2 separate regions of the Gossypium hirsutum genome follow, and region 2 is linked to region 1. Evidence: chromatin contacts called from public Hi-C data. All regions are on one chromosome and are shown on one strand. Each heading gives the region's core, a stretch centred on a gene start, on an enhancer-like site or on the middle of the called end of the contact. The rest is flanking DNA. Distances are from core to core; before and after follow the strand shown. Region 1 has its middle 130 kb from the start of LOC107918013. Region 2 has its middle 17 kb from the start of LOC107918002.

What was found. A called contact is a pair of places that touch in the nucleus more often than the background predicts.
Region 2: a Hi-C map of leaf shows a contact between it and region 1, with 4 times the contacts expected there. The contact joins two enhancer-like sites. A contact is called at or near these places in 12 of 34 Hi-C or Micro-C datasets (anther, cotyledon, fibers and 4 more).

Annotation. Positions count from the first base shown.
Region 1 is chrA01:23,151,811-23,157,321 of Gossypium_hirsutum_v2.1, forward strand. It overlaps the pseudogene LOC107918004. Among protein-coding and RNA genes, the nearest start is that of LOC107918013, 130 kb to the left of the region's middle. Within about 2 kb of position 2,046, at least 6 of the 9 cell types and tissues checked have an H3K27ac peak or open chromatin away from gene starts, as enhancers often do. A contact at or near this core is called in leaf, where this site is marked.
Region 2 is chrA01:23,267,922-23,273,376 of Gossypium_hirsutum_v2.1, forward strand. No RefSeq gene overlaps it. Among protein-coding and RNA genes, the nearest start is that of LOC107918002, 17 kb to the right of the region's middle. Within about 2 kb of position 1,725, at least 1 of the 9 cell types and tissues checked has an H3K27ac peak or open chromatin away from gene starts, as enhancers often do. A contact at or near this core is called in leaf, where this site is marked.

The DNA.
Region 1 (5,511 bases), core at 796-3,295:
AGTGCTTGTGAGTATTATAGAGAGGCTGCCATCCTTTGTCCCACGCATTTTAGAGCTTTGAAACTTTTGGGTAGTGCTCTTTTCGGGGTTGGGGAGTATAGGGCAGCTGCAAAGGCTTTAGAAGAGGCTATTTTCATGAAACCAGATTATGCTGATGCACATTGTGATTTGGGATCAGCTTTGCATGCTCTGGGTGAAGATGAGAGGGCAATTGAGGTTTTCCAGAAAGCTATTGACTTGAAACCTGGTCATGTTGATGCTTTATACAATCTAGGTGGGCTTTATATGGACTTGGGTAGGTTCCAGAGAGCTTCTGAAATGTACACTAGGGTTTTAGCGGTGTGGCCGAATCATTGGCGGGCACAGCTCAATAAGGCTGTTTCTTTGTTGGGAGCTGGAGAAACTGAAGAAGCTAAGAAAGCTTTGAAGGAGGCTTTGAAAATGACAAACAGGGTTGAATTACACGATGCCATTTACCATTTGAAACAGCTGCAGAAGAAGAAGGTAAAGAGTAAAGGTGGTGCCAATGGAGAAGGGGCTTTTGTAATAGTGGAGCCATCAAAATTCAAGACTGTTGGTGAGAAGACTACATTGAGGCAGGATTTAGGAAGTGCTATTCAAATTAGGGCTTTCCAGAGAATTACAAGATTGAGCCGTTGCAATGTAGATCTTTTGAAGAAGGAAATGAATGAAATTGATGTACCAGTCTCCTACTCTGGTGGCGGAGGTCCTCAGAAATCCATTCGTAAGCCTAATTTGGAAGGAATTCTACGCAGATTACTTCGTTTTCTAAAACCTGAAACCTTTCAAGGAGCTGTCAAAGCTATAAACGAGAGTATCCTCTCTGTCTTGGATGAAACAGGATCAGGCAGGGTGGACTTGGGCATTTTTTATGCTGTTCTTGCTCCCATTTGTAATGGACCTCCAAATAAACGAAAAAGGATTGCCTTTGATGCACTCTTATGGCGGCCAGTAAATGAGGGTAGTTCTCAGATTAGAAAGGTGGATGCTGTACAGTACATCAAATTGTTGAGGGCTATTTATGTTCCTTCTCATGGAATTAGTGAAATCCTGGAAGTTCATGGAGAAACAGATTCCTCAATGGTATCTTTCAATGAATTTCTTACCATGTTCGATGATCCTGATTGGGGATTTGGTATCATGTCCACTCTGTTGAAGTTAGAAAATGGAGATAGGAACCGTCATGGGCGCCGGGTTTGTGCAGTTTGCCGTTACCCAGTTATTGGTTCTCGCTTTAGGGAAGTGAAGTCTCATTTTAGTCTATGTAATCAATGCTACAGTGAGGGCAAAGTTCCCCCTAGCTTTAAACAGGATGAATATAAATTCAAAGAGTATGGAAGTGAAGCTGAAGCGATGAAAGATAAGTGCATGTACTTTACTTTGCAATCCTACAAATCTCCGTTACTAGTTGGTTTATAGTCATTTTACTCAGCATGTACCATTCCATTGTGTTATTTTAGTCATCTAGTGTGCATTGTGCAATATATAGTTTCATCCAAATGTGTTCAGTGGGCATCTTGCTCATGTACAATAAACCGTTTTCAAGCGCCCGGATTCTTAACAGTTGCTGTAGAGATCATTTTTTAACTGTTCAATGTATCATCATCTTCTGCTTTGTTTATGGTAATGTTGAATTTGTTTGGAGATATTCATTGTTAAATGAAGAAAGATGTTAGCTTATTCTTTGGGGTTGGGGGTGTTCTAAGAGTTTGATTCGTGTTCGTAGGCATACCATGGGATTTCAATATCTTGGTTTGTTTTACTTGGTCTGCTTAGTGACCAGGATAGTGGGGAGTCTCCAGGTTGTGAAAGTTGGGACCATGTGACTTGGCACCATCATTAGCTGGGACTTGCTGGATTACAGGTAACATGGTTGGTTGACTGACTTTATCTAAATTTACCCCAAATTTCCTCCCTTCCATTTCAATTAATCTTTGATCAGGGATCTGGAAATGATCAATCAAATACTGAGTGGGTCTTAATTGGATGGATAATGAGGTGAAATACTGAGGTCTGTATGACTGAATACGAGGTCAAACCAACCACGAAAATAATAATAGCCTTTTTGTTTGTTTCAGTCTGGGCATCCAAATGCATAATTCCAAAAACTGAATGCTTGGTTCCAGCTTTTTATCATGACGATCTCCACTAAGGAAATTTGTCACAAAGCACACAGATGGAAAGCCTTTGTACATTAAAACAGTCACATTGCACACATCAATAAGACAAAGTCATTAATATTTTATTTATTTCTATCCAAAACGTGTCTCAATGATCTCTTATAAAGCATATAACATGATTATATGAATAATTCTAAAATTTAATTATCAATATATCAAATTTTTTTATATGAACTAGAATTCATCGCACTTTGTGGATTAAAAAATATTTTTTAAAATAAGTTATATTTTTTTTAAAAAAATAAAGTAATAGTTTTTAAGTAAATAATTATTTTTAATACTATAATTTATTAAGATTCAAAAGGTTTAAATTTATCTATGCACATTCACGTTCAAAATATATAATTTAGAAAAAAAAAGAAGAAGAAGGAAGTTACGAAGAGTGAATAGCGTTTCAAATCAAAATTTAAAATTAAAGTATATAAAAATACCTTATTAAATTATTATTTAGGGGTTAATATATATAGTTGGACTTGAATTTGGCAATTAATTTTTGGTATCTAAATTTTTAGACTTAATTGGTATCTACATTTGAAAATTATAAATTAACTTGATACTTTTTTTTAGGTACATGATTAACACTATTAAAATATAATCACTCACCACCAATGTCATGGTGACATGTGGTAGTCTCGTATTTAAATATATATTTTTAATTTTTGCCACATGTCAAAATATGATATTGTCATATGGCATATGCTATTGGTAGTTAATGTCATATTTTAATGCTGTTCGTTAGGTACCTAAAAAATGTATCAAGTTAGTTTACGATTTTCAAGTTTAGATATCAAGTAAGTATAAGTTGCCAATTCAGGTACCTCCGAATATATTAATCCTATTATTTAAGGTAAATTATACTAGTAATCACTCAATTATTAGTCTTTTTTTTGTCACCTAACTATGAAAAGTTAAAAAATGATCACCCAACTTTTCGATTTTTTTTCTTTTTTAGTCACCAATCGTTAAATGGCTAATAAAAGTTAATGCAGTAGCTTTAGAAAATTGATATAATAATAACTTTAACTCTCAACATTTATCCACTGTGTCAATTTAATCTTAATTCTAAAAAATCAAACTCTCAATGTTTACACATGTAATTTGATCATTTTGTAGTTTTGCTTTTCTTTGTGACCCTTTTCGACATTATCCTTGCGTTTGATTCAATGAGCAACAAGAAACAAAACAACTCAAATTTTGAAAAAAAGGTGAAGCTAATTCAATTGCTTGAAAAAAAAATACCTGCTTCACTTATTCAATCCAATTGTAAGTCTAACAACTTTAAGAGAATAATTTTTTTAAGCTTTGATTTGCTTCATTAATGGCAGTCAACTCAAGCTAACAAAAAATAAATTAATTCATTGAGAGATATCAAGTTCTTAGTCATTTGAAGTATAAGGAAAGCAATGTATTTGAGGATTGTCTAGTTTAATAATAGATGAAGTTTTTCTAAAAAAATATTTTTGCTTTTATTTCTAGTTTACTCATTGTGTATTAAATTATATTTTCATGTAAAATATAGGATACAATTAAGAAATGTGTAAATATTGAGGGCTAAATTTTTAAAAATTAAGTAAATGTTGAAGGCTAAATTTGTTATTATGCCCATTTTAAAAATTGCCATGTCATCTTTCCATTACCAATTTAACAATGGATGGCTAAAAAAAGAAAAAGAAAATCAAATAATTGGATAACCATTTTGTAACTTTTCATAATTAGATGACTATTAATGTAATTTATCCTAAAATTTGGAAAATAAGGCCTTTAGGCTGTATTATTATTTTTATTTAGGCCTTTAGGTTGATTTTTATTTTAATTAGGGAAATAGGCCGGTTTTAGGAGAGAGAATGTGAAAGCGCGCCCAACTAGACGCCCTTTCCCACAACAGTAACTTTAATGACTTTTTAACTGTTGTTTGTGCCAAATGGTAAAAAAAATTAAAAATCATAACGGTTACTTTTTTAACCCTATAAATACCCCCTAAATTTCATTTTTTTTTCATTCATATCCTTCTTTTAAACTCTCTTAAGCTTTTTATTCAAATTTTATTTATATTTTTATTTAAAAATAATATATTTTTAATTATATCGTATTTTATTCGTTCGGATCAATTTCTCAAGAATGGACGCCTCTCTAATCCGTTTCGATGACAACCATATTTCTGCTGCCCAAATAGCAACAGTAATTGGTTATTTTTATATTTTCGTTATTTTTAATTATGTTAATTTTTTTCGATAAATCTAAATATTTTTTTAATGTTGTAAATAGGCGGACGATCGTGTGCTAGAGGCATTCATACATACTACAAGGGAGCCTTTGATTACTGAAATTCATGGGTACCTACAATAGGCTGGATTCTTATGTGCGTCTCACAGGCAAGAGGGCTACAAACTCGATCCCATATTAATCAGCCTGTTGGTGGAAAGATGGAGGCTTGAAACACACACTTTCCACCTTCTATGCGGCGAGTGCAGAATCACACTCGAGGACGTAGCATTACAGCTTGGTCTGCCGGTGGAAGGGCTAGTCATCATAGGGTCAGTGGTGGTTTCGGGGAAAGTGGACCTCTGCACGACAATGTTGGGGAAGGTCTCAAATAGGTTCGAAGATGGTTGAATATCAACCAACTAGTTGGAGAAAAATTTCAATAAACTTTCCGAGGATGCAATGGAGGTGGTCATACAGCAATACGCCTGAGCATTCATCATGAGGTTAATTAGGGGCATTTTAATGCCTGATAAATCTAGAAAATTGGTGCACATAAGGTGGCTTCTACATCTAATGGACTTTAGTGAATGCACAAAACTAAGTTGGGGATTTGCCGTATTGTCTACGTTATACCGGGAGCTTTCTCGTGCAACACAACAGGATAAGATATCGATCGGTAGTTGCTTGTTGTTGCTGTAGTCATGGGCTTGATGGTGAATACTATTTTTACGTCCTAGAGTCACAGACTCATACGTGTTCCCGTTGGTAATGAGGTAAACATAATTTATCAATAAATACGTAGTTTATGTAGTAAATGTTTTTATTTATTATATGTTTCACCTAATATATCGCTTGTGCTAGTGGAACCATTGGTTGAGTTATGTCGGACTGCTTGACGAGTTGGAAGACGTTAGGCTACTGTTAGATCAACGCTCCAAAACCGAGGTTAATTTCCTATCCTTTTTGAACCTATATATTTATGCAATGATTCGTTAAAAAAATTAGTACATAACAATATTGACAATTTATGTTTTTCAGTTTGAATGGAAGTCGTATGCCAACTTCGAGATCATATCTTGCATCCCATTGGAAGTGTTGGAAAATC
Region 2 (5,455 bases), core at 475-2,974, 120 kb after region 1:
AAACAAAAATGACCACCGCCTCAAATCAAGCCGTCAAAAAGCAATTTCCTGCCTCACAATCTTCTCCTACACCACAGAATTCATCGAGTACTTCTACTTATCGGCTAATCATTAAGATTGACCACAATTCAAAGAAAACCTAAATGATAACAATCGCCCAACTACTTACCAAACTGATTAACGATTCCAAAAACCTTAGTCACAATCAGACGAACAAGAGAACAGCAGAAACCTAAAGAAGAGGAAAAAAAAGAAAGTGAGAGATAGGGGAAGAGAGAAAAAATGTTAGGGACAAAAATTTTGGGAAAAAGAATTAAAACTGGACAGAATCAGCAATCTGATAACCTCCTTAATTTTACACCATCAGACAATCGAGCAAAAATATATTATCCACGCTCACACAGAGATTCAAACTTAAGACCCCCCAACACACAAACTTCCTTACCACTTAAACCAGTAGGCTTATTCTGATATAAATTTACAAGCAATTTAATATAAGCCCACTGAATAAGGATAAGGCTTGGATCCAAAGATAACAAAGATTACCAAATGTGAGACTTGAACCCAAGACCTCTCACGCACACTCAAAACATTTAGCCACTGAAGCAGACAGATGCTTGTATAAAAATTTACAGAAACCGAAATAATAAAAAAATTTAGGGCATTACAATGTGGATATGCTTCCACATGTTAACTTCCAATTGGCTAAAATGGTAAATATTTTATGTGAAATTATAACTATTTTTAGAGTAAATAAAAGTATCACAAGTTATTTATTGTTAAAAAGTATAGTAGTAATAATTTTAAATATTAATTTAAAAATATAATTGAAACTAAAGAATATTGTCGTTAGTTCAAAAAAGTTTTTAAATTTGTGCTTTTACATATGTTACAGATTACAGAATAGAGTAAGATAACTCATTTCATTGTTTAAAATAAGTTTAAATGTCAAAAAAGTGATCGTAAAATAATTAAAAATTATTAATCTGTTAATAAAGAACTACAATCAATTGAGTTCCAAATCAAAAATTAGCAATCAGTTGAACACTTAGAATTTAGTTTCTGTCAAAGCCTTTGATAAACAGTTAAGGATGATGTGGTGGCTACCAGCCAACATGTGATATGGAAAAATGATTATGTGACAGTTGACATTGCTTTTAATATATAAAAAAAATCTAATGTGAAGATTTAATTAATTTTTGTAATTATTTAAGTCTAAAAATTATTAAAATATTATAAGAATTATTAAAAACTATAAAAATTAAAAAATTATAATTTTTGTATAATTTTAATATATTATGAAAAATAATAAAACATTATAAATATTAGAAATTGTAAAAAATTATAAAAAAATAGAAAATTTAAAAAAATAATTAAATTTATAATTATTATTAATATATTACGAAAAAACTATGCAAGAATCATAGAAATATTATAAAACTTTTAGAAATTATAGATAATTTATTAAAAATTTATAGAAAACTATGAAATAAGTTATAAAATTTATTAATATGATAAAAATATATTAAATTTAGTAAAATTATAAATATATTAAATATATGGTAAATTATTTAAAATTAAATAATAATTTTGTTATTTTGAAGGTTGGAGCCTTTGGTTTTGGTAATAAAAAAATAGGAAGCTTGATGTGTGATAGTGATGGGGATTGTGTGAGGTGCTGAGTGAGGGATTCTAGTAGTTTGGAAGTTTAAAGTGAGTGATGAGTAATAGTTTTAATTGATGAGAAGTGATGTGAGGGAAGTTGAGAAGGATAGGTTGGGGTATAATGTAGGGCAATGTGTGAAAGAAAACAAAAATGAGAATCAATTTGTTTATAAATTTTTTTTAAACTTATTAAAATATTATAGAATTATTAAAAAAATTGAAACTTATAGGAAAAATTATATAAATTATTAAAAAATTTAAAATTACTTCTCCTTTTATAAATTTTGTATTTTTAATAAATTATATTTCTTTTATCATTTTATTATTTTTATATAATTTCTTTTTATAATTTTTTAATAATTTTTCTACATTTTCTAAAAACTAATTAAGCCTTCGTAAAATAATTTAAAAAATTAATTAAGCCCCTGCATTAGCATTTTTCCATGTCAAACACCACAATAACCTCCACATCATTATTTTATCCACGTTAGCTGCCATTTCTACATTTAACAATTCGTTATGTGTTTCAACAAAAAAATATATATTTTAAGAGCTTAATTGATTGTTAACTTTCGATTAATGGCTTAATTGATTCTAAGAGAAGATTAAATTATTTCTTAATTATTTTGTGATTTTTTTTCCTTTAGGCCTTTAAAACAATATGAATAATATTTTATTATTAAATATGAATTCGAATAAGATTGAAACTTAGATTAACAAAATTTACTATTCAAGACTCGATTGAGATGAATCAAGACTCTTGAATAAGGGAGATTAAAGGTGTCAACGGATTAAGTTCATGTATGATATCAATATCATAGATAGTTGATCAAATCCAACCGTGATTAATATGAGTGTCAAATTTTGCACAAATCTATCTAAATTTATAAATGATTAATCTGAGTCCGTTTAAGCATGCACATATACATTATTTTTATTTAATAGTTAGTAATTATATATTTCTTGTATTACCATTATATAGTTTTTTTTAATATTTACATTATAATATAAAATTTTAATTTTCATATAATTAGAATAACATAATTCGTAAAAGAAAATAAAAATATAACATTTTATAATCTTAAATTAAAGTCTAAGCTGAACCCATTATTTTAACATTATAGATTATTATCTTATGATATTTGTTATTTTTGATACGATATAATTAGAATTACCCATAGTCCCTCCCCAATTCTTAAATAGGAGGATAATGCGCTTCAATGGAATCGAACCCATATCCTCCTACATTAATAATAATACCAATACCAATCGAATTAAAACTCAAACATTAAATTCAACAATTTTTAAACAAGATACTTTTGTTTAAACCCATATGGATGAATTTTCAAACTTCAACGAGCAAGTCCATCTTTGATGAGAACTTTGAAACCTCTAGTTTTCTTTAATCGGTTTAATCAGTTAGTTTAATTATATGCTGGCCATTTTTGTCTATAATATCCAAATCGGAGTACCGCTATAAATCTTATTCTTTAAATTATAAGTAGCAAAATATGTGAATGTATGTCCACAAAATCATTATCAAAATTTGATACCATAAAATAGCGATTATATTTATTCTTAAAATGTTGGAACAATTACAAACAAGAATTATTAATATGTTAGTTATATTACATGAAAAGAATTCAAATTCAAATTTAAGAGATAATATATTAAAAGAGATAATTATAAAAATTAATTTTTATGTATTATAAAATATATACATAAAAATACCTTAATTATAAAATAAAATATTTTGGCCATTTTACTCAAAAAGGCCCTTTTCAAAATTTAATTACAGAAATGAGTCAATTTTTTTATTATTTACCGAAAAAAGTCAAATTTTGCAAAAACACATCCACGTCAGCGCGATTTCAGGGGATATGCCAGCAAAATGCTTCCCTAGGGGAGCGTTTTTGCCATGTTAGCAAAACTCGCACCCTCATGGACGTGCTTTGCTGATGTGGCAAAAACGCTCCCCCAAGGACGCGTTTTAGCCCGAGTTTAAATTTTCAAAAAAGGTCATTTTTAAATATTATAAAAATAGACCAATTTTTTTTAAAAATTTATAAGAATAGACCTTAAAAAAGGCTTAAAGTGACAACACCATTTTTTTTAAGGTTTCACCAATTAATATGGAAATAAAACTTACAAGCAAATCTTTATATAGACTGAAAGTCCCATTTCTGTTGTTTTCTTAAGCAATGTGAGATATGAGATATGTGTATATATAGACTCATGAATAAGTTTGCAGCTTGTTCCTAAACAATGTGGGATTCCTTCCTCTTTTAACTAACAACATGGACTAAATGCCACACTATATTTTATAATATTTTTACAAAACAATTTCTATTTTTTATATTTTGTTAACATTTTCTCATATTATAAAATTATCCAACATAGCCTCAATCTTTCGAGGATCAACACAAATCACCTCAGTGGAAACCACGTGCCCCAGAAAAGTTACTTCACCCAACCAAAACTCACACTTGCTTAGCTTATCGTAAAGCTACTTCTCACGCAGAATCTGAAGCGCTACTCTAAGATGCTCATCATGCTCATCCTCAGTCTTAGAGTAAACCAAAATGTCGTTGATGAAGACTACGACGAACTAATCCAAATAGGGCTGAAACACTCGGTTTATCAAATCCATGAATGTGGCCAGAGTATTTGTCAGACCAAAAGGCATAACTAGGAACTCTTAATGTCCATAACAAGTCCTAAATGCAGCCTTATATACATCAGTCTCCTTAACCCTCAACTAATGATACCTAGAATGAAGATCAATCTTTGAGGACACGGAAGCCCCTCTGAACTGATCAAACAAGTTATCAATCCTTGGAAGCGGATACTTATTATTCATAGTCAGCTTGTTCAACTGTCGATAGTCGATGCACATTCTCATGGTTTCATCCTTTTTCTTAACAAACAGAACTGGTGCTCCCCATAGAGACATACTAGGACGGATGAAACCATGGTCCAGAAGCTTTTGTAGTTGAGCCTTAAGCTCGATAAGTTTTTTTCGGTGCCATACGGTAGGGGGCAATGGACACCGGAGCTGTATCCGGAAGAAGCTCAACCTCAAACTCTACTTCTCGGTTAGGAGGTAATCTCAGTAACTCCTCAGGAAAAACATCTGAAAAATTCTTTACTATTCTGATGTTCCCCATAGAAGAGTCTCTAAAATTAGAAAAACTTAAGTAGACCAATTACACCTCACACCCTTTTTGGACCAGTTTCTCAGCTACTAGTGTGGAGATCACATGTGACAGATAGTCTCGACACTAACCAATCATAGCCACCTTCACATTATGCTTGGTCCTCAAAATGACCTCTTAGATGTGCAGCCCAAACTAACTCGGTGCTCTACCAACCTGTCCATAACTAGAATTAGATCGAACTTCCCAAACAGAAGCTCCATCAGATTAGCCAGAAAAATATTCCCATGCACCTCTAATGGAACATCCCTATAGAGTTTACTAACCCGAACAGACTGCCCCAACGGACTCAATATAGTAACCTCACTAGTAGTGCTCTCCACAGAATCCCTAAAGTTCTAAATGCAGAACTAGCTATGTATGAGTGAGTAAACCCTATGTCTATGAAAGCCACGTAAGGTCCATCAAATATAAAGAACATACCGGTGATAACGTCAAGAGCATCTCTGTCATTTCAGCGATGTGTAGCATAAACCAAAGCAGGATGCCTCGTCTCAGTCTGACTAGCACCTCTGCCCGGTGCTCTCTATCTACGACCAACACCGTTACCACCCCTAGCCTATCCATGGCCCCTA